Regions from separate parts of the Gossypium hirsutum genome. Here all the other regions are linked to region 2. A link is a contact called in public Hi-C data. All regions are on one chromosome and are shown on one strand. The core of a region is the stretch at or near the end of the contact, and the rest is flanking DNA. Distances in the headings are between cores, read along the strand shown. Region 1 holds the start of LOC107914458 (T-complex protein 1 subunit gamma). Region 2 has its middle 13 kb from the start of LOC107914453. Region 3 holds the start of LOC107914459 (probable carboxylesterase 18).

The links. A called contact is a pair of places that touch in the nucleus more often than the background predicts.
Region 1: a Hi-C map of leaf shows a contact between it and region 2, with 4 times the contacts expected there. The contact joins the promoter of LOC107914458 here to the enhancer-like site in region 2. A contact is called at or near these places in 8 of 34 Hi-C or Micro-C datasets (fibers, leaf and petal).
Region 3: a contact with region 2 is called in a Hi-C map of fibers, with 2.3 times the contacts expected there. The contact joins the promoter of LOC107914459 here to the enhancer-like site in region 2. A contact is called at or near these places in 3 of 34 Hi-C or Micro-C datasets (fibers, hypocotyl and leaf).

What each region holds. Positions count from the first base shown.
Region 1 is chrD10:16,270,119-16,273,467 of Gossypium_hirsutum_v2.1, forward strand. LOC107914458 (T-complex protein 1 subunit gamma) reads right to left here and starts at 1,977. Exons shown (of 13, transcript XM_016843378.2): 1 at 1,782-1,977; 2 at 1,633-1,694; 3 at 1,309-1,381; 4 at 1,118-1,185; 5 at 959-1,028; 6 at 650-718; 7 at 490-561; 8 at 302-375. The coding sequence starts at 1,806. LOC121222156 (a long non-coding RNA gene) reads left to right here and starts at 3,222. Exons shown (of 2, transcript XR_005919179.1): 1 at 3,222-3,349.
Region 2 is chrD10:16,398,937-16,401,874 of Gossypium_hirsutum_v2.1, forward strand. No RefSeq gene overlaps it. Among protein-coding and RNA genes, the nearest start is that of LOC107914453, 13 kb to the right of the region's middle. Within about 2 kb of position 1,290, at least 8 of the 9 cell types and tissues checked have an H3K27ac peak or open chromatin away from gene starts, as enhancers often do. A contact at or near this core is called in fibers and leaf, where this site is marked.
Region 3 is chrD10:16,231,157-16,234,434 of Gossypium_hirsutum_v2.1, forward strand. It overlaps LOC107914459 (probable carboxylesterase 18), which reads left to right and starts at 1,302. Exons shown (of 1, transcript XM_016843379.2): 1 at 1,302-3,112. The coding sequence starts at 1,893. The coding sequence ends at 2,906.

The DNA.
Region 1 (3,349 bases), core at 727-3,226, 130 kb before region 2:
GTTTTAAATGTTCCCTGATTCCTTCTGTAACAGACATACATATATAAATGTTTTTCCCCTAATGTTGATTGACGTAATATTAATTATTTGGAACTAAAGATGAGGAATCAGTTCTATTCATATTTGAATATGAGCAAACAGCTAAATAATCAAACAATAGAATGGTCAAGTGATTAGTCTAACATAGGTCAGTTGCAACAAGGAAAACGATTAATTGCCATGCCAATTCAAAGGCAAATGCATATAAATCTATAATCAAAACGCGCATAGAAACAATCTTCAGAAAAAAGAAGACACTCACGGCAATCAGATCACCAAACTGGCTAGTGAACTTTGTCCCTATACAGCTCTTCACAAGTCCCAACATTGTGGCACCTATCATTCAAACATAAAAGCTATAATGTGACAACCCAAATATATTAAAGATGCACATACAGGGGGATAAAAGATTAAAAAATTGTTATCAAAATGTTCCCAAGAGAAACATACGGTCTTTGACATCAATAGACATTGCAATCTTGTCAAGCACGGCAATAGCATCCTCCAAAGCCTTATTGTATGCTGCAAATGAAAGGATTCTTCATTCAATGCTAATTTATGGTTCAAAAGCAGAGGTTAAGAACCTAGCAGCGCTTCTAAGTTACATTACCTCGACAAATAACCGTAGGATGATAATTTTTCTCAATAAAGGCTTCTGCAACATGAAGCATCTCACCAGCTGCACCAAAAAGTACACCAAATATAAGTACTAAAGGAAATTGGATCCTAACATGTTGATTAAATCATGGATAAACACATGAACCCATAGCAATTAAAATTCCATTGAGCTTCTGAAAATTTTACCAGTTCTTCAAAAAAAACATCTTATAGATAAAAGAATAAAACTGGATAAGTAACTACTACGTTAAAAAATATCAAACATGGCACATAAACAGCATTCTGCTGTATAAAGATATACCAAGAACAATGACAGATGTTGTTCCATCTCCAACTTCTTCATCTTGGGTACGGCTCAATTCAATCATTGACTGCCAAGAGCAACCACAAAAAGATAAGAAAGAATGAAAAGGGCATTCACATGCTAAAGCAAATAGATAAGCATAGTGGAATAACATGCCTTTGCTGCTGGATGTGCAAGATCTAACTCGCGTAGGATAGCATTTCCATCATTAGTGACAACAATACCTGGTAGAAACCAAAACCATATAAAAACTTCATTGCTGTTGAACAAGAGTGCATTTAAAGGGTAATAAAATGTTTTTGGGAAATCGAAAAACAGCTGCACGGAAAATGGCTAAAAAGCATTACCTCCAGAAGCATCAAGGAGCATTTTCAACATGGATCGAGGACCCAATGTTGTTCGAATAATGTCAGCAACAGCCTGTAAAGGTTTTTGGTTAAGTGAACATTGGACAGACAACAAATGAAAATCAAATTCAAGATCCAAAGCATGTAGATGCCTGATTTCTTAGATAGATGAAGCCCATACTCAGAACTAAGGAACAGAAACTGGGTTTACATTGTTTTTAAAATTTGAGCAGCTTATTCGGCAATTTCATTTCAGATTAATATAAAAAATAAGTAGAAACATAATAAATTTTAAAAAAAAAAAGAACGAAAGAAATGAAAGACCTTGGAGGCTTGGATGTTAGCATGGTGAACCTTCGTCCCAGACTCCCGTTTCAACGAATCCTCTGCGTATTTCAATGATGGTTTTAGAATCTAAAAGCTCCATTTGAGATTGAAATGCATTAAAAGAAAAGGAAAGGAAAGAAACTTACTTAGAACGAGAACCGGGGCGTGCATGATTTACGATTTCGTTAGTATTAGAGCTTAAAACTGTTGAAAACAAACAAATCTGCAAAGGGTTTCTAAGTTTCTAGTTTCTTCTCAGTGAAAAACCCTACTACAACAATGAACCCTCTCTTCCCCCACTTTTTTCTCTTCGTTTATTTTAAGGGGAAATTGGGAAGGGGAGATTTGAAAAATGAGCTCCCATTATGGGCTTCTTTTGTGTTCTCGGCCGAGAGGCCCAATTCCTGTTCTCTTTGCTTTTGTGTTTTCGCTCTTGTAAATTGGGTTGCTTAAGGATTATAATGATAATTGTAAAAAAAAGCATTTGGTATTTTGGTTTAAAATTATATTTCCTAATAGGATTGTCGAGTTGTAAAATTACAAATGGATATTATATTATTATGTTTGGTTTATTTAGCTGTAATTTATAAGGTTTAAATATTTGGTTCACCGAATGTATAATTATTTAGAAGTACACTTCACTAATTTGTCTTGATTATAGAATTTATTTTTTTAGTCTCATTCATAAAATTATGATAAATTATTATAATTTTTATATAAATAAGTAACTATAGAACGTTGAAATAAATTTCTAAATCATAATTATAATAATTCATGAAAAATTATTGCATCACTAACCATAATTAATTATTAGAGTTGTGTGACCTAAATCTCGTTTGATCCGACCTGAAAAGTTTAAGGTGCAACTCACTTATTAAAAAAATTAATAAATAGAAAGTTTGACCCTCGATCCTTTGCCCCCATAAATCCCCATAAACCACTAAACTCAACTGGGGGTATGACCAAAGGTGCTGGGCCGAGCCCTCGCGATACAAACCATGTCGCACAAGTTGAATGCGTATAGGACTGTACTTATTCTATTAGACATTAATTATAACAGGGTTGTTTAACCCTTAAAATATGTGTAGTCGAAAACTAATTGTATTATTGTTTTTCAATATTAGTGAATTTCTCCTCCTCTGCCCGTGGTTTTTTTCCGAAAAGCGTTTTCTATGTAAAATTTGTGTGTTCTTATTTTTCTTTCTTATTGCTTTGCGATTATTATTATGGTCATTATCAACGTATAGTATAAAAATATATTAATAAATAAATTATTAGAGTAAATATAATAATTATAATTTTGAAGTTTGATAGGTAACGACCCCAAATTCTCGAGTTAACGTTTGAGTGTTAACTTGGGTTGGTGATGGATAAATTTATTTTGGGATTGGGTTTTGTTGGAATTAATTTGGGTAAATTTTGGACCTTTTTATAAGAAATTAAGGATGTTGGGAAGCTTGTGTGAAGTAGGGGGAAGATGGATGGCTAATATGGTGATTTTACCATTTTTGGATAAAAGTTTTCTCCCAAATTAATGGGAAAAGATGGTTTGGTAGAAAAGATGGTTTGGTAGATTGAGGTATGGGATAAAGTGGATTTGTTCCTATTTTCCCCTATATTATAGTCACCCTATTGTTTTTTTTTCTTTTTACAGTTCTTCATTTTTTTTCTTTTCTCCATCCATTTTTCCTTAACAAGTCATGTAAAGGAAGGG
Region 2 (2,938 bases), core at 40-2,539:
TTGCATTGCGTAGATTGGGATAGCCTGTAAAATAGATTTAATAAAAACCTCTTTCCCTCCTATTGATAGATTACGGATACTCTAGCTTTTTATTTTCGTCAAAAATCTCTCCTTGATTTCAACGAAAGCATTCTTCTTACATCGTCCTACCATTGTTGGTAACCCCAGGTAATTTTCCATATTATTGGCAATTCTAACTCCCAATTCTCCTCCTAATTGCAACTTGGTTTCTTCATTGATATTGTTGCTAAAATATATTAAGGATTTATCGAAGTTTACTATTTGTCTAGAAATCCTTTCATATTCATTCATCACCGCCTTTGTTTCTAAGATTCTTTCTTTAGTTTCCCTCCAAAATAGGATGCTATCGTCAGCAAAGAATAAGTGGGTTATTGATAGTCCCCCTCTTCCCACATTTGCCCCATCGATTTTCCTTTCTCTTTTGGTATGTTGAGCAGCTTTGAAAATCCTTTTACACAAATGATAAATAAATATGGACTTAGTGGATCTTCTTGTCTTAAGCCTCTTGAGGGTTTGAACTTGGCTCTTTTTCCTCCATTGAGCATCACCGTATAAGAAACATTGTTAACACATCGCATAATTAAAGATATCCACGCTTCACAAAAGCTAAAACCTCTCATCATTTTTTTTACGAATTTCCATTCAACCCTTTTATAAGCCTTGCTTATGTCTAATTCTAGAGTAAAAAATCTTTTACTACATCTTCTCTTTTTAAATGAATGCAATAATTCATATGCCACAAGGATGTTGTCAGTACTTTTTCTTCCTAGCACAAAAGCTCATTGAGTTTCTTCAATACAATAATTAAGGGCATTCCTGAATCTATTAACAATTGCTTTTGATATTACCTTATATGGGATATTACAAAGGTTAATAGGTCAAAATTGTCCCACATTTCTAGGCACCGAAACTTTAAGAATGAGAACGATATTTATTTTCTTCACCTCTCTAATTTATTTATGATTATTTAAAATTTCTAAGCAAAACTTTGTTACATCTTTTTCCACTATGTGCCAAAATTTTTGATAAAAGAAAGCAGGAAAATCATCCTTCCTTGAGGCTTTTAGAGGAGCCATAGATTTTAACACTTCTACCAACTCTTCCTCTTTGAAATTGGCAAAAAGTTCCTCATTCAAACTATTAGGAATGTATGGTTGGATTTTCGTTAGAAGATTTTTACAACTACGGGTTGTTTTAGATGAGAATAGGTCCATAAGGTACCTTGTTGCAAGCCCAATTAATTTCTCCTCCCTTTCGACCCACATTCAATTTTTGTCTTTAAGGCCCTTCACTAAATTTCTCTTGTACCTTGTTGCAAGCCCAATTAATTTCTCCTCCCTTTCGACCCACCTTCAATTTTTGTCTTTAAGGCCCTTCACTAAATTTCTCTTCCTATGTTGACTTGCAAACTTATGGAAGAAAGATGTATTGCGATCACCCATCCTAAGCTAGTTTTCTCACGCTCGTTGCTCCCAATAAATTTCTTCTTTGTCAGCTTCCATGTTCAGCTTTAGTTTAACTTCTGTGATCTCTGCCAAGTGATCATCATCTGGATCTTCTTCGTTTAGCTGGTTTAGTCTTCGGGTCAATTCCTCTCTTCTTTTATGTTTCTTCCCTCTATTCGTTCTAGCTCATTCTTTTAAGGATCGTCCTAGTAACTCAAGTTTTCCTGGAAGTTCCATGTTGTTCGAATTCCAAACCGTCTTAACTTGCTTATCAAAATCAGTTTCTAGTGCCCAATCTACATTAAAACGGAACGACGCCTCTCTTCGCAAGCCATTGACCCTTCGATTCCCTAAAGTATCTAAAAGATAGACAATGATCTGAAAAACTATGGTTAAGATGTTGTAATGAATAATTTGGAAAACGTGCCCACCATTCCCTGTTGGCCACACCTCTATCCAACCTTTCTTTTATATTATTTCTAGCCAATCGACCTTTCTCCCACATGAACCAATGGCTTGAGAAACTTAAGTCGCTTAAATCACACTCCTTTTAGTGTATCCCTAAAAGCTGTCATTTTCCTTTCCTCTTGTTGTAACGCCCCAAATTGCTAAAATTTAGTTTTCTTGGGCTTTTCCATGTGATGTGTACTAATTAGGTGGTTAAATATTTGGTGTATCCACTTAAGGTTCTGTGTTCGAGTCTCTGTAAGCATAAGGATTGTTTTTATTCTTTTTGTCAAGGTGGTTGATGAGTTTTAATTAAATTTAAACTCTTTTTCAGATAATTGTTAGGTAGTGGGATTAATTTTGCTGCCTATGTTTAGGAAATAAACTTGATATCGTTATTTTGTTTGAAAACAAACAAATTCACATTTTTTTCCACCCACATTCACGCCGTCACTTCAATTTTCTTGCTATTGCCTTTTGCTCAATCTTTTCTTTATTTATCTTTTTCTTTCTTTTATTTTCTTTGTTTTATTTTTCTTTTAATATTTTGGTTCCCTATTCTGCCATTATTTCTCCTTTTGTTCTTGCAGCCTCCTTAATCATTTGCTACGGTTATAGTTGTTCTTGAGCCTATTTGTATTATTTGGTTTTCAGTTCGTGAAGGTAATGTTCGTTTGTCCTTATTTGTTCTTTTAATTGGAATTATTGTGGGTAGTTTTTGGGAAGTCTGTGTTTTTGGGTTTTTGTGTATCGTACTAAATTAAATGAACTTTAGGAGAAAGTGGTAAGTCGGTTGGCGTCCCTCCAGCAATTTGAATCACTTGGTTGTTGTTCTTTCTTCAGTAAGGGTTCGATTGTGTTTGGGGGATTGATTAAGGGCGCTGCGTGTTATACGTTTATTTAATTTAATTTTGCGAATCATCACTAAGTTGATGAATTGAATTTTGTTTTTAGGTCTCGGGAGTGTCATGGGTGAATTCGTATAAAAATTGGATTGTGTAACACTAATCACAAAAAATAATGAA
Region 3 (3,278 bases), core at 52-2,551, 170 kb before region 2:
CCACTTTTTTCTGAAACTACAAAAATGCAACCAAGCATCTTAGTACTAACCTTAACACTAAATACACTTTTAACACAAATAAATTACTACTAAAATAATAACCAATTATACTAATAAAAAATAACCAACTAACTAAATACACTAACCTTTTCGTTCTTCTTATTTTTGGTGAAGGGGGACCTCCAACTCTGTTTGTTTGAAAAAAAAATTCCTCTCGGTATCTGTAGGGGGTTGGGGGACCAAACCAACCCCCTTTTATAATATTCATAATATTATTTTTTATTATATATATATTTTTAAACAGAAAGTAAAAAAATTGATATATAAAATAATTGGTACTGGAACCCAGACCTGTAGATCACGGGTTCGGGTTCCAATGGGTGTTAATTTTTTTACTTTTACAAAAAAATAAAATTTATTATAAAATATTTGGGTGCCACTTGACACATCGCTGCACCAATAAAAAATAATATTTTTGTTTTATTTTTTGGTATTTCTAGTGTATTTTCAAGTATATTTCTGGGTCTAAAATATTGGTGTCACTCATTGCTCAGGTGGCACTCAAAAAAATTATTTTTTTAAATGTGATGATTGCTTCAATCATCAGTGGCAGGAGAGAGGGGTATAGCCGATTGGACATGCGGGTTGAGTTTGCCTAGATTAATAAATTTTAGGGTCATTATCTTATTTCAGTATTTATTTTATTATTTTATATTATTTGGTAAAAAAACTCTTCTTTTTTTCGTTATATGAAATATATATTATTTTGATTTTTATAGTAATTTAATAAATATATAAAATTTATTATTATGAAATTGGTATCAATCAAAAATAATTTTTATTATTAAATAATTTTATACAAATAATACTAATATTAATAATATTTTTACAAAAACTTTAATACAATAAAATACAAATATATGAATTTTTTATACAATTTCAATTATTTATTATTAAAATTATTAATAATATAAATGAACTATTTTATCTTATAAATCATATCAATAAATAATTTAAAATTTTAAAAAAATAAAAAAAATTCAGAAATTTTAAAAATTCAAATTGTTCCCTGTACTATACACAAACTCTTAGTTTGATACCTCAAAAATAAAAATAAAAAATGGTTATTTTGATCCCTATACTTTCCTTGCGTTTACCTTGTTACCCCCGTCTATAGTTTCCCTTAAAAAAACCCTTTGCGAATTAAACTCTGCCGCGTGCATAAAAACTAAAATTCCTTACAATATCTAAAAACTAAAAAAAAATCATAAAAATTGCAAAAGAAAAAAAAAACATAAACTTCTAAAAATTTCTCTTAAAAAAATCTAAAAATTCATTATTTTTTTGGAATTAAAAAATAACCCAAAGAGGAAGACATTCAGGATCATCCCATCAAAACTAAAAATGAAAAAAATAATGATTGAATTATTGAAACTTGCGTTGAAGTTGAGATATTGCTAATATCTGCCCATACATACATCGATACACTTGCTGCTCTGTTGTAATAAATTGGGATACAGGCAAGGGGATGTTGAATGCTGCTGCTGCTTTCAGAAATCGAGGTTGAATGTCCTCTATATTTCTGTATTGCACAGGTTTAACTGAAAAAGTTATAACAATGTTGTAAAGTTAATTATGTAATCAACTCCCAAACTAAATATCAGAATCTGCGAACCTAAAACTTGCCCATTTGTTACTTTGAACAAACATAGCACACGGCTTTAAATGAGATAGCTCACGCACAGCGCATGGCACCCGAATTCAAGGATAAATTCCACATTGTAGTTTCAATGGTGAGCAGGGTAGTTGGGCGACTCATAACTGCGTTCTTTCTTTTCCGTTGACGCAACTTTTTCCTCCTTTAAGTAAACCTTTGTCCAAACCCCAAAAACATGGCGCCTCAACGTACCAAGCCCTCCCTCCCTTTGAAGACTAGGGTCTTCATCTCCCTTATCTCCGCCGTCACTGACGCCTCCTGCCGCTCCGATGGCTCTGTCAACCGCCGTCTCCTCCGCTTACTCGACTACCAAGCCCCTCCTAATCCCAAGCCTTCTAACTCCGTCTCTTCTTCTGACCCCACCGTCGATGCTTCCCGCAATCTCTGGTTTCGCCTCTTCTCTCCTTCCCTCCCTTCCGATCTCCTCCTTCCCGTTGTCGTTTTCTTCCATGGCGGCGGATTCACCTTCCTCAGCCCCGCATCCCAGGCGTACGACGCCGTTTGTCGTAGGTTCGCCCGTAAGTTTCCTGCTTTCGTTGTCTCCGTCAATTACCGTCTAGCTCCCGAACATATCTACCCATCTCAATACGACGACGGATTCGACGTTCTTAAGTTTTTAAACGACAACTTCGCCACAGTCTTACCGGAAAACGCTGACTTATCACGGTGTTTCCTAGCCGGAGATAGCGCAGGCGGCAACATCGCTCACCACGTAGCAGTCCGGGCTTGCGGAGCTGGGTTTGAAACATTGAAGGTGATGGGACTCGTTTGCATTCAACCATTCTTCGGCGGAGAGGAAAGAACGGCGGCGGAAGAAGAGCTAGCGAATGCATTCCTGGTGTCAGTTCCGAGAGCCGATTATTGCTGGAAGTCATTCTTGCCCCAAGGTTCGAACCGTGATCACAAAGCCGTGAATGTAAGCGGACCGAACGCTGATGATATATCCGGGGTGGATTTTCCGGCGACGATGGTGGTGGTGGGTGGATTTGACCCGTTGAAAGATTGGCAAAAGAGGTACTATGAATGGTTAAAAGCATGCGGGAAAGAAGCAACATTGATGGAATTTCCAACCATGATTCACGCCTTCTACATATTCCCAGAATTGCAAGAATCTGGCCAGTTAATATTGCAGATCAAAGATTTCATGAACAACTGTTGCAGTAAACCCCAACTCCCACAACAAAATTGACCATTTCAGAAGGTATTAGTATCCACATATATATATTTAAAAAAATGTGTGAGTTGAGAGGTGAAAGTAATAGTTCTTATTAGGCTGTCTGGTTATCTCAATTTGCAGGCACTAAGATATTCTTAGCAACCTTCATTTCCCAAATCCACTTGGTAATTTGTTTTGCCTTTTATTTTTATTTGGTTGAATGGAAGATTTTTATAGAATTTGGTGAAATTTTTAATAACATAAATTAATTTCACTTGAACAACTCTCAATTGACAGAAGAAATAAATTTTATTATACCATTCAAACAAAACTAAATATGCCTGCCTTTGTTAATGATGCACTTCTCAAATCAAAGAAATAAATCACTATGAAAAATGGGTGAAA